2 separate regions of the Gossypium hirsutum genome follow, and region 1 is linked to region 2. A link is a contact called in public Hi-C data. All regions are on one chromosome and are shown on one strand. The core of a region is the stretch at or near the end of the contact, and the rest is flanking DNA. Distances in the headings are between cores, read along the strand shown.

Region 1 (5,061 bases), core at 1,361-3,860, 140 kb after region 2:
TGTCGCAGGAGATAATGGTTACAAATTTTCCAAGGGTAGGTTGAGTTTCCAAAGGGCTTTCCACTTCTTGTTATTATCACCATTCCTCCCAAAGGAATTCGTATACCTTTTTTATTGAGAAGTTTCTCTGTGTCATCTCTCCAAACAAATTTATCATTCTCCGCCAATGAAGGATTGGTCTAGCCAGAAGTTCACTAAGACCCCTGTCCTGTCATCAAGATGCGTACTCAGGATGCTGATGTCCCGGTCTTGACCGAAAATTCTCAAGACCAAGACCACACCTTACCGCTCCATATTGGACCCCCAAGGAATCCGAGGGGTTTGCTCAAAAGATATCCGTGACATTGCTCAGCTAGAACACTTGCAGGTATTTCTGGTTGCAATTTTAGGTATTTCGTGCGTTAGGCAAATCATGGTTCATGGGAATTGCCAAGAAATTTATCAAGACCCAAAGTTCATAATTGGCCAACTCAACCTTAGTGCAACAAGAAAGAATCAAAGTGACTATCTAACCAAATCAGAATGGATGTCTATGGGAATTTTTGCTTTTGGAATTGTCATAATATGCATAACTCAAACAATGTAGAACTACATATAGTCCAAAATTTAGAAGTCGAGTGAATCATCTCCCTTCGCTCTATGATTTACATGCAACACATTTTTAATCAGTTCTTGAATAAGGTGGAAAATGATATTTATGGAAACATAATCTGGAAGTGAAAGGTAATATATCTGCATAATTTTCTAGATCCTCCTTTCAAAATCACCTATTTGTTTTAGTATACCTATCAAACAGTGACGCCTGAAACCAATTCGCTGCTTTCAAGACTATTTTCGGCAGGCAAAGGAGTACGTGGAGCTCTATCTGCAGCCATATTTAATCGTAGAGGTCGACCTTCAACCTCCTACAAGCATGACCATATTGAAACACACATTAAAAAGGGAAACAAACTTCAATGCTGAGTTATTCAGTAACAGACTCTTACCACTCCATTCGTGGCAGTTAGCGCAGACTCAACGGTCTCTGCTGACTCAAAGGAAATGAATCCGAAACCACGAGACCTTCCTGTGTCCTTTTCATAGATGACTTTAGCACTCAACAAGCCTGGTTGGCTATCAAATGCGTCTCTGAGACCTTCTGAAGTGACACGCCAACCTAGGTTTCCCGCATAGATCTTGTAAGGGCTGTCGATAAAGCTTGTGTAACTTCTCCGAATCCTTGGTCCCATTACTTCCCTCTCACCTCCTCTTGGGACCTCCGGGAAGTTCACCTTCACTGTCCGACCTCCGACTTGCTGTTAGCAATTAGGAACAAACAGTTTACTAGTAAGTCAAAATGGAATATCCCACATAAATGGTGCTCCAAAAATCAAATAAATACCCTTCAATTGAAAACCTAATAATCATATAATCTAATTGAATCTGACATTAGAGGATGGAAGAGTAGAGGGTTTTTGTGTGGTTTTAGGAGTGTTGACCGTTAGAAGAAGATCAATCATGCAGGATCCAAATATTAGCTCTTTAGAGCAATATTTGCTCTGATATCATAACAGATAAACATAGTTAATCTAAGACTAAGTTGAGATAATGATTAAAACCGGAATTCAAACTGAAGTACTTCTAACAGTCAACACCAAATGTTTAATCAGGCAATGCAAACAAATTAGTGATAAAAAGAAGGAGAAGCTACTTTATGGTCTTTTCGTCTATACATTTATAATATTTCATTGGGAATTGAAGGTTCAAGCAATGGCTAATGTAGAAAGTCAAAATAAAACTCTATTATTGAACTTACAGATCCATCAAACAGTCTAATTGCTTCTTTGGCCTCATCAACGCTCCCCATTGTTACAAAGCCAAATCCCCTGCTCCTATCCGTAACTCGATCATAAACAATCTATTAAACAAAATTAAACAAGAAAAAACCATTAGCCAAAGAAAAAAAAAAGAACAAGGAAAATAAAGTAGGATAACCCAAAATCGAATGGTAAACAATAAGAAAAAAAAATCCACAAACCTCCACTTTAGCAACACTACCAGCCTCACTAAAAATCTCAGTTAACTCAGAAGAAGTCATTGAATAAGGCAAATTCCCAACATACAACTTTCCTTCTTCACCGCCAGACTCTGAAACCTTATCTTCTTCAGCTTCCTCTTGTTGTCGTTGTTCTTCAAGGTCTTGAGTTTCTGTTTCTGAGTATTCTTCTCCACTGCTTTGGTCATCTTCATTAACTTGAAAGCTGTCAAAAGCTGCTGAAAAGCAGGGCAGACGTGGGAGAGATAAGTTAAGAGACAAAGGAAGGGAATTGAGGCTTTGGGTTTTGAGGTTGGAAGGTTTTAACTGCTTAGAGCTAAGTCTTGAAGGAAGGAAGTGAATTGATGAAGAAAAAAGAGAGGAGGGTTTGGTGTTATTGTAGAGTGAAGAAGAGACAGCTGCAACACCGGCTGCCATGGAGAGTGTAGGAGCTGACATATTTCTCCAAAGAGAAGAAATGGATGACCAATGGAAACAATGAAAAGAAATGGGATATTCTGAAAGGAATTAAAATGGGAAATGGCTGGAAGATGGATAAGGTTCGGCAGTATTTTTTTCTGTCTTTCCATTGAAGTGTCCTTCGTTGGTGTTGGTCCAGAATCTGGATTATCGACTTTGGGTTGGATTCTAGTTGGGCCACATGAAACTAGTAAAACATGAACCCATTATGTTTCTTTAGGGATTTCCTTTGCAATTTTCCTTTGGTTTAATAAATAATTTAGTATTGTATTTGATAAAAATTAAACATTTTGGTACATAAAGGTAACCGTGCTTAGGGGTGAGCATTCGATCGAATCGAATCGAATCGAATCGAAAATTTTCAAGTTAATCGAGTTTTCGAATCTCATTTTATCATCCTAACTTTATTTGAAGTTTTCTCGAATTGAGTCGTGTGAGATGGAATTTGAATCAAATCGAATCGAATATATTAGTTCGAGTTAAATTTTAAAAAATAATTTTGGGTCCTTGTAACCATTGTCACCCATCGTAATAAAATTCGTCCACCTTAATCAAATTTTTTATTAACTTTCATCACTTCATAGTTTATTTATTAATTTTTTATATACTGGTTAGCTTCTTTGTTTGCTTAGTTGTTTCAATTATCTTCATATTTTTGTCACTATGTATTTTAGAATTAAAAAATATATTAAATGTAAAAATATGATTGTTTAATAAAAGTTATTTTAAAAATAAAATGTGAAATTGATACCAATATAAAATTTTAACACGAATATTTTATGGCATAATTAATAATTCAATTTTAATATAAATATTCAATATGACTAAACAATTCAATAATATAAATAATATAAAATGTGAAATTTAATTTAATAATATAAATAGTAGATATAAATAAAATTATTACTATTTATGTTTAGTGATTTTTTTTGGATAAATTGATTTTGTATTTGAGAGTAAAGGGTGAGAAGTAAAAGTTTAGGGGAAAAGTAAAAAGTTTTGGGGAATAAAAGTTTGAGGGAAAGTAAATAGGGGGGAGTAAAATTTTGGAGGGAAAATATTAAAAAAAAATTGGAGGGGGGAGGGTTTGGGATAGATGGGAGGTGGGATGAGAAGGGAATAAAAGTTTTAGGGAAAAAGTGGGAGGGAGTAAAAATTTTGGGGGAAAATAAAAGGTTTTGAGGGTTTTGGGGAGTAAAATTTTGAGAAAAAATAAATGGGAGAGTAAAATTTTGGTGGGAAATGGATTTTGGGTAGATTGGGGGGTTGGGAGGGGAGGGGAGTAAAAGTTTTGGAGGGAAAGTGGGAAGGAGTAAAAGTTTGGAGGGAAAAGTAAAAAGGTTTGGGAGTTTGGGGTAAAAATGTAAAATATTATAGTTTGATATTCGAATTATTCGAGTTATTCGAGTTATTCGAGTTATTCGAATTCGAAAACTCAACTCGATTCGAACTCGAAATTCGAAAAAAATTCGAGTTAACTTGAATAACTCGATTCGTTTAACTCGAAATTCGAATTTTTTTTTGATTTTTTCGAGTCGACTCGAGTTTTGCTTACCTCTAACAGTGCTAACTTTTTAGTATAAAATTTGGGTTTTAGAGTTAAGTTGATGAAAATTTATAGTTAACTAATAATATTAAGAATTAACTTTCATCAGATCAACCTTAAAACTCGAATTAAATCATATCAAGCATATTGTATTTGATAAATTAAACACAAGATTAAATAAATTCACAATTACCATTAAATTTATTTTATTAACAAAATCATGAAAAATTCAAACCTAACAGCATGTTTGGTTGGGTGTATTGGCATAGCCATTACACCCCTAATCGGTGGCCCCGCTTAATCCCCCTTTAATCTGCTATTACGGGTCTAATACATTACAGACCTAATCCTCAAAATCCACCGATTTCTATTCCGGAAGGAAAGCTCAGTTTTGCTACGTATTAAGTTCTCCCAATTTCTTCTACCCTGTTTTACCCTTCTAACTGCTTCTTCTGATTTCTTCTGATTCCATAACTTTTTCCTTCCTTTCGGCCACCACAACTGCTTCTTCTTCATCACTCATCAGTAGACTGCTTCTTCTTCTTCATCTGCTCGCCGACCGCCAGTCATCTGTGTCCATTTTCGAACAACGATGTCTTGACAGTTCGTATTCCGTTGACACCAGTACGAGAGGGGAAGATCTGTGTCGGTGCTTTTCCATTGCCTGACATCCTTATACAAGAAAGGTTTTTTATTTGCTAACATTTTACATTTCATTCTGTTCTCTGAAAAAAATTGAATTTTGACCACACGCCAAGCAGCCCGAGCCCTTCTAGTTTTAGTGATTACACTTCTCGGCTCCGGGCACTTAGCTCCTTATGGTTAGCCCGACCTAGAAACTGATATTATTTTATTTCATGAAAGCTCAACTTGACTGCATTAATGCTTTGCACAGAGTGTTCTCCCTATTTCACCTTTTGGTACCCATTGATGATTCTTGGATGGTGAAGCATAATGTGAAATGTAAATTTCGGTTGCTGTGGTTTACACTCACTAGCCTATGGAAATGGCAGTAATTTAG
Region 2 (5,268 bases), core at 1,787-4,286:
GTTCAAGTATTCTCCCATAGATCATAACTCAGATGTGTATTATATTAAATTGTAGAGATGAAAGAGTAAGTGATATGCAGGCGTGAAGGGATATTGAGACTCTTACATTGTCCTGATCAACTTCTCCGATCATTTCATCCAAGTGGATTTCCTCAATACCGAATTCTTGACAAGCTTTTTGAAGCTCATCTTGAGTGATGTAGCCACTGCCATCTTTGTCGAAATACGAGAAGGCTGCCATGAGATTATCTTCCCTCTCAATCTTGTTTAGATGCAATGTTGCAGCTACGAATTCCTCGTAGTCAATTGTACCGTTATTATTAACGTCCGCCTGCAATTCCCAATTGAATAGAAAGAATCAAAGGATGTTAATTAGATCAGGAGTCGTGTACAATTGGCCTATATTACATGGATTCCAGAATAAGTTTCGAATATGGGTATGCTCATCATATCCACTTACATATAAGTCTCGGAAATTTAGTATTTCATGAAAAATGAAAGCATGATATTAATAACTGAAATGAAACTTACCGCCTGCATTAGAGCACGGAATTCTGACTCATCTAGGTCTGCACCAAATCTTTTCAATCCATCTTTGAGTTCATCATATGTGATTTGACCACTGTTATCTGTGTCTATCATCTTGAACATTTCCTTCAACCCTGCTATTTCTTCTTCAGAAAGTCTCTGAGCAATGACCTGAAAAGCAAAATTGAAATAAATGGAAATAAAAAAGGAGCTAAGAACAAGGGTAAGCCATTTTAGGTGGTGAGATTTGTGCATTGAAAAGAATTTCACTCATTTAGTATATTTTTTAAGAAGTTTTATAGACCAATGTTGTCTCAGCGGCAGAAACTTACCTTTAAGGCCATTTTCTTTAGCTTGTTCATTGCAGAAAATTGCTTCAAGCGGCTTAATACTACGGAATCAAGTGGCTTGTCTGGAGCAACCCCATCAACCTGTACCCAAGGATGGCCTGAAAGGAACCAAAATAAATTAGCAACTTTCTGAAATTCCATAGTCTAACACCAAAGAATCATCTTGTTAAAGCAATAGTCTTAGAATTTTATGAAACCCCAACTGTAAAATCTGAATCCTTGATAACAGTTTGGCCATAGCAATGGTGAACAAAGATGATGGTTTAGATTAGTAGGAAATGAAATTATGGCCTCCCACATTATCCTAAAGCTATTATAACCACCGAAAAACATGAAAAAGATCGAAAAGCAAATATTAACTGAGAATTAAAGCTAGCCTCAATCATGTTATCAACATCCAAGTTATCCATTACTTATTCCAGCTTGTTTATGACTTTGTTCCATGCTGGGATATGTAGTCTAGTCTGAGATTGTAATCGACACGGCAGTGTTTCTGCTCTTTGTTTTTAATAATATTAACCTATTCCCAAGCAAAAAGAAAAAAGACTTACGCAGTACTTCATGTGCAGTTATGCGCTTTTTAGCATCTCTGACAAGCATTTTTTTCACTAAATCTTTGGCACTTTCAGAGATGTTAGGCCAAGGATCAGATGTGAAGTCAAGCTCACCATGCAAAACCTCTTCAAATATCTCTTGTTCAGTTTCTGTATATAAAAAGAAGAAAAATAACACACAGAAATTGACCAAATGTTGAAAAAAAGGCTCAAAGTACAAAGTTCAAAACTTTCAGAAACAAAAATGGTATCTCATCTGAAGAATTCTTACCACCCCAGAATGGAGGTACCCCACTCAAGAGAATGTAAACGATCACTCCAGCACTCCACACATCTGCTTCTGGACCATAATGCTTCTGCAAAACCTCGGGTGCAACATAGTATGGGCTTCCAACCACATCAGATAAGACTTCCCCTGAAATTATAGGACCTTCATTAGAAAACAACACCATTGCTTATTGCACAGACAGGTTCACAACATTCCGGAGAATTCTCCAATTTGTTTTTCCCTGTAAATGAACCGGCTTTTAACCTATGTTATCTGGACTCTATTTTTCTTAAATTTCCAATCTGACATAAGTTCAAACATTGGTTTTGGAGAACGATCCTCTAAATATACTAAAAACCTAAGAAAAAATAATATATCCATGTCGGACGCATGCCCATATCTTATACCTTGGGTTCAAGTAATTAAAAACTGACGTCCGGTTAGCATCAAAGTATACTGCATATACAATTCTGAACATCATATTCAAATTTTACCTATAAAGTTTCAGTTGGTTATAATTTGCTTCTAGCAGAAAATAAATAATCACTCGAAGCGATACATCAATTTAAATATGATTTCTTAGTGTAAATGTGAAGATAAAACATTTTGTTATCCATGAAGTTCTTTTTAAGATATTATAATTTCTAATTGAGAAATGCCCTTTTCCTTTGCAATAAAAAAGTGAAATTATAACTTGCAGACAACTCCATTGATATCGAAATTCTTTTCTGCAGTTAAATTGTCATGACTCAGTAAAGAATAGAAGACCATAAACCAAAATCAAGCACCAAAAGACAAGGATTTTGAACATACCAGGCTTGAAGAATATCGATAATCCGAAATCAATGGCTTGAAGGGGTGAATCCTCTTGTTCATTAACGAAAAGGAAATTTTCAGGCTTAAGATCCCTATGCATTACTCCCATGGAGTGGCAGGCTTCCACAACACCAACTATCGTTCTTGCTAGTTCAGCCGCCTTTCTTTCAGAATAATGCCCTCTTTGTACAATTCTATCAAAGAGTTCTCCCCCGGCACACAGCTCCATGACAACATGAACCGCCACGGAATCCTCATAAGCCTCTTTGATGGTGACAACATTAGGGTGGCCAGCCAAGTGATGCATTATCTGAATTTCCCTCTTGACATCATCAACATCTTCTGGAGTCACAAGTTTCCTTTTGGCAATAGATTTACAAGCATACTCCTTCCCGGTACCTTTCTCCACACAAAGAAAAGTTGTCCCAAACTGGCCTTGCCCTAACTTCTTCCCCAAGTTATAATATTCCTTCAAATTACCTGTCTTGGTTTGCAACACAGCATCCACCTTCAGCCCTGCACATGATTGCCTCTTCACATTATGAGGCTTCCGAGGTTTCGCAGCATCAGCCTTAGCCTCTTCCTTCCCCGCCACCGCTGCGGTCGCTGCTGCAACTGCAACCTGTGATGGTTTGGATTCAAGTCTTTGAGGGGAGCCTTAGATTGTTGCCTTTGGGTAACCTTTGATTGTTGTCTTTGGAGGGTTGATTGTTGTCTTTGCATAGGCGTGGACATTGACATTGATTGTTGCCTCGTCATAGACGATTGTTGTCTTTGGGTAACCTTTGATTTTTGCCTTTGGCTTAGGGTCTCTTCTCCTGGTCCTTTCTCTTCCTTCACAATCTTCATCTCTTCAGGGGGGTCCTTCTGAACCTCGGCACCGTCAGCAGCTGCGGCGCCAGCTTCGGCTTCTTTAGTTTCGGACTTCTCACCTTCGTTGTCGGTTTTCTTTTGATCCTCTTCGGCTGGTTTAGGACCGCAACAACTCGCGCATACTGAGCAGATCCCTAATGTAGCACAAACATTTCCCATCTGGAAAAACCGAAACGACTCTCAATTTCCACACACCCTAAATTCCTTCTCCCAACATCCAAGAAATCTATAACCACCCAAATGTCATAACATTATAAAACTCCCATTTTCTTTTCTCCTTAATCCTTATACGGTTCTGTTGTTTTGGCTTCTGAAAAATACCATCAAAATGGAGCTTTCGCCAATCCAAACCACCCTCAGCACCTTTAAATTTGGGAAAAACCCAATGAAACCAATGATTCAATGGTAAACAATTTCATCAAAAAAACAGAAAAAGAAAATGAAATTTTATTTGACCCTTTAATCTCAAATCCTTCCTCAATATGCAGTTAGCAATGATCGTTATAAAAGAAGACAAGGAAGAAGAAACCTTCAAGAATCCAATGTAAATAAACAATCACAATGGCCAAACACAATGATTTGAATTTTTTTTTTTTAAAAAAAGCCAAGGGAAATGGAGAAAAGAAAAGGTATTATATAATGAGATTTGAGATTTCCTAATTAGGGTTTTTATTAATTTATGTAATCAAAGAAGAAACAAAGAGAGCTAAAGTTTCCGGCTTTCTTTTTCTTTTTTTTTTTTCTTTTCTTCTCTCCCCTTTCAAGAGGGAAAAAAAGAAAGAAAAAGAGAAAACAGAAAAATGAAGAAAGGAAGAGGACAGGTTTTTCCGTTACAAATGCAACATCTTTTACGCGTTTAATTGGGTTCTAATAGGCTGTGACTCAGATCCAGTGAAAGATATCTAGGCGTTATTTTATCAAAGCATGATTGTTGCCCAACATTGTGATCGACGGTTGAGATTCTTTTTGGTAATTTATATCGCCAGTTTTTTTGGAGCTTGTTCACGGCCCGCACAATTGAGTTCCCGGGTTGCTGAGGCTCTAATTCATCAACCCCCCACCAGAGCCCTTCTGTTTTTGTTGTTTCCTTTTTCTTTTCTTTTCTTTTTTTTATAAAACTATATATTAGAGATTATTATAACGTACGTGAATGACGACAACAAAATTTTAAAATAGTAAAAACAGATTTCATCATCACTTGTCGGAAAACCAGAATGAGATTTTGTCTTTTATAGCTTTATATCTCTATTTTTATTCACCTCTCTCTCTCTCTCTATATATATTAAGAATAAGATACTACGTTGGGGGATTAATTTTTTTAATAATTTAATATAAAAATATTTGATTTTTTAATAAATTATTTTTAAGTGATAATGTAAAATAGTTTTTTTAAGTTAATAGCTATTTTCTTAAATTTATAAAAGTTAATATCTATAATGTACATAACATATAAACTCTAATAAAAAATAACTTGAAGAGGATTTGGGATATGACTACTGCCTTGACAAGGTTAATGTCAACAAGAACTACGATTGCCAGCCAATGTCTGGCTCAGGATGGGCCAGTTTTGGCATAGGCTCATCAACGGACGTGGCACGTGCTTGCTCTTGAACTGCTGATTTCAAATTCGATGGTTACTCGATGTCGATGTCTTTGGGCAAATTGGATACACATCGTCGCGATAAAAGAATAGTAATTCCTTGGCCCTAAATTAAACCATGTATTGGGGATCCATGTCAAACTAATGGTCTTGGATTGCTTAATAAATTCTCGACGCTAGTGTTCAAACCACTCTCAACATTCATGAGCCCGGTTAATCAATCGACGCTAGGTTGTCACATACCAAATTAGTCGATCACTGTGTTGTCGTTCCACAATG

Evidence for each region. Hi-C and Micro-C count contacts between places; a contact is called where the count stands out from the background.
Region 1: a contact with region 2 is called in a Hi-C map of leaf, with 2.7 times the contacts expected there. The contact joins the promoter of LOC107899408 here to the promoter of LOC107899414 in region 2. A contact is called at or near these places in 9 of 34 Hi-C or Micro-C datasets (callus, hypocotyl and leaf).

Annotation. Positions count from the first base shown.
Region 1 is chrD04:32,058,109-32,063,169 of Gossypium_hirsutum_v2.1, forward strand. It overlaps LOC107899408 (RNA-binding protein CP33, chloroplastic), which reads right to left and starts at 2,611. Exons shown (of 4, transcript XM_016825113.2): 1 at 2,018-2,611; 2 at 1,796-1,897; 3 at 987-1,295; 4 at 530-905. The coding sequence starts at 2,473. The coding sequence ends at 789.
Region 2 is chrD04:31,921,116-31,926,383 of Gossypium_hirsutum_v2.1, forward strand. It overlaps LOC107899414 (calcium-dependent protein kinase 1), which reads right to left and starts at 3,037. Exons shown (of 7, transcript XM_016825117.2): 1 at 2,514-3,037; 2 at 1,704-1,847; 3 at 1,430-1,582; 4 at 861-976; 5 at 532-699; 6 at 107-331. The coding sequence starts at 2,823.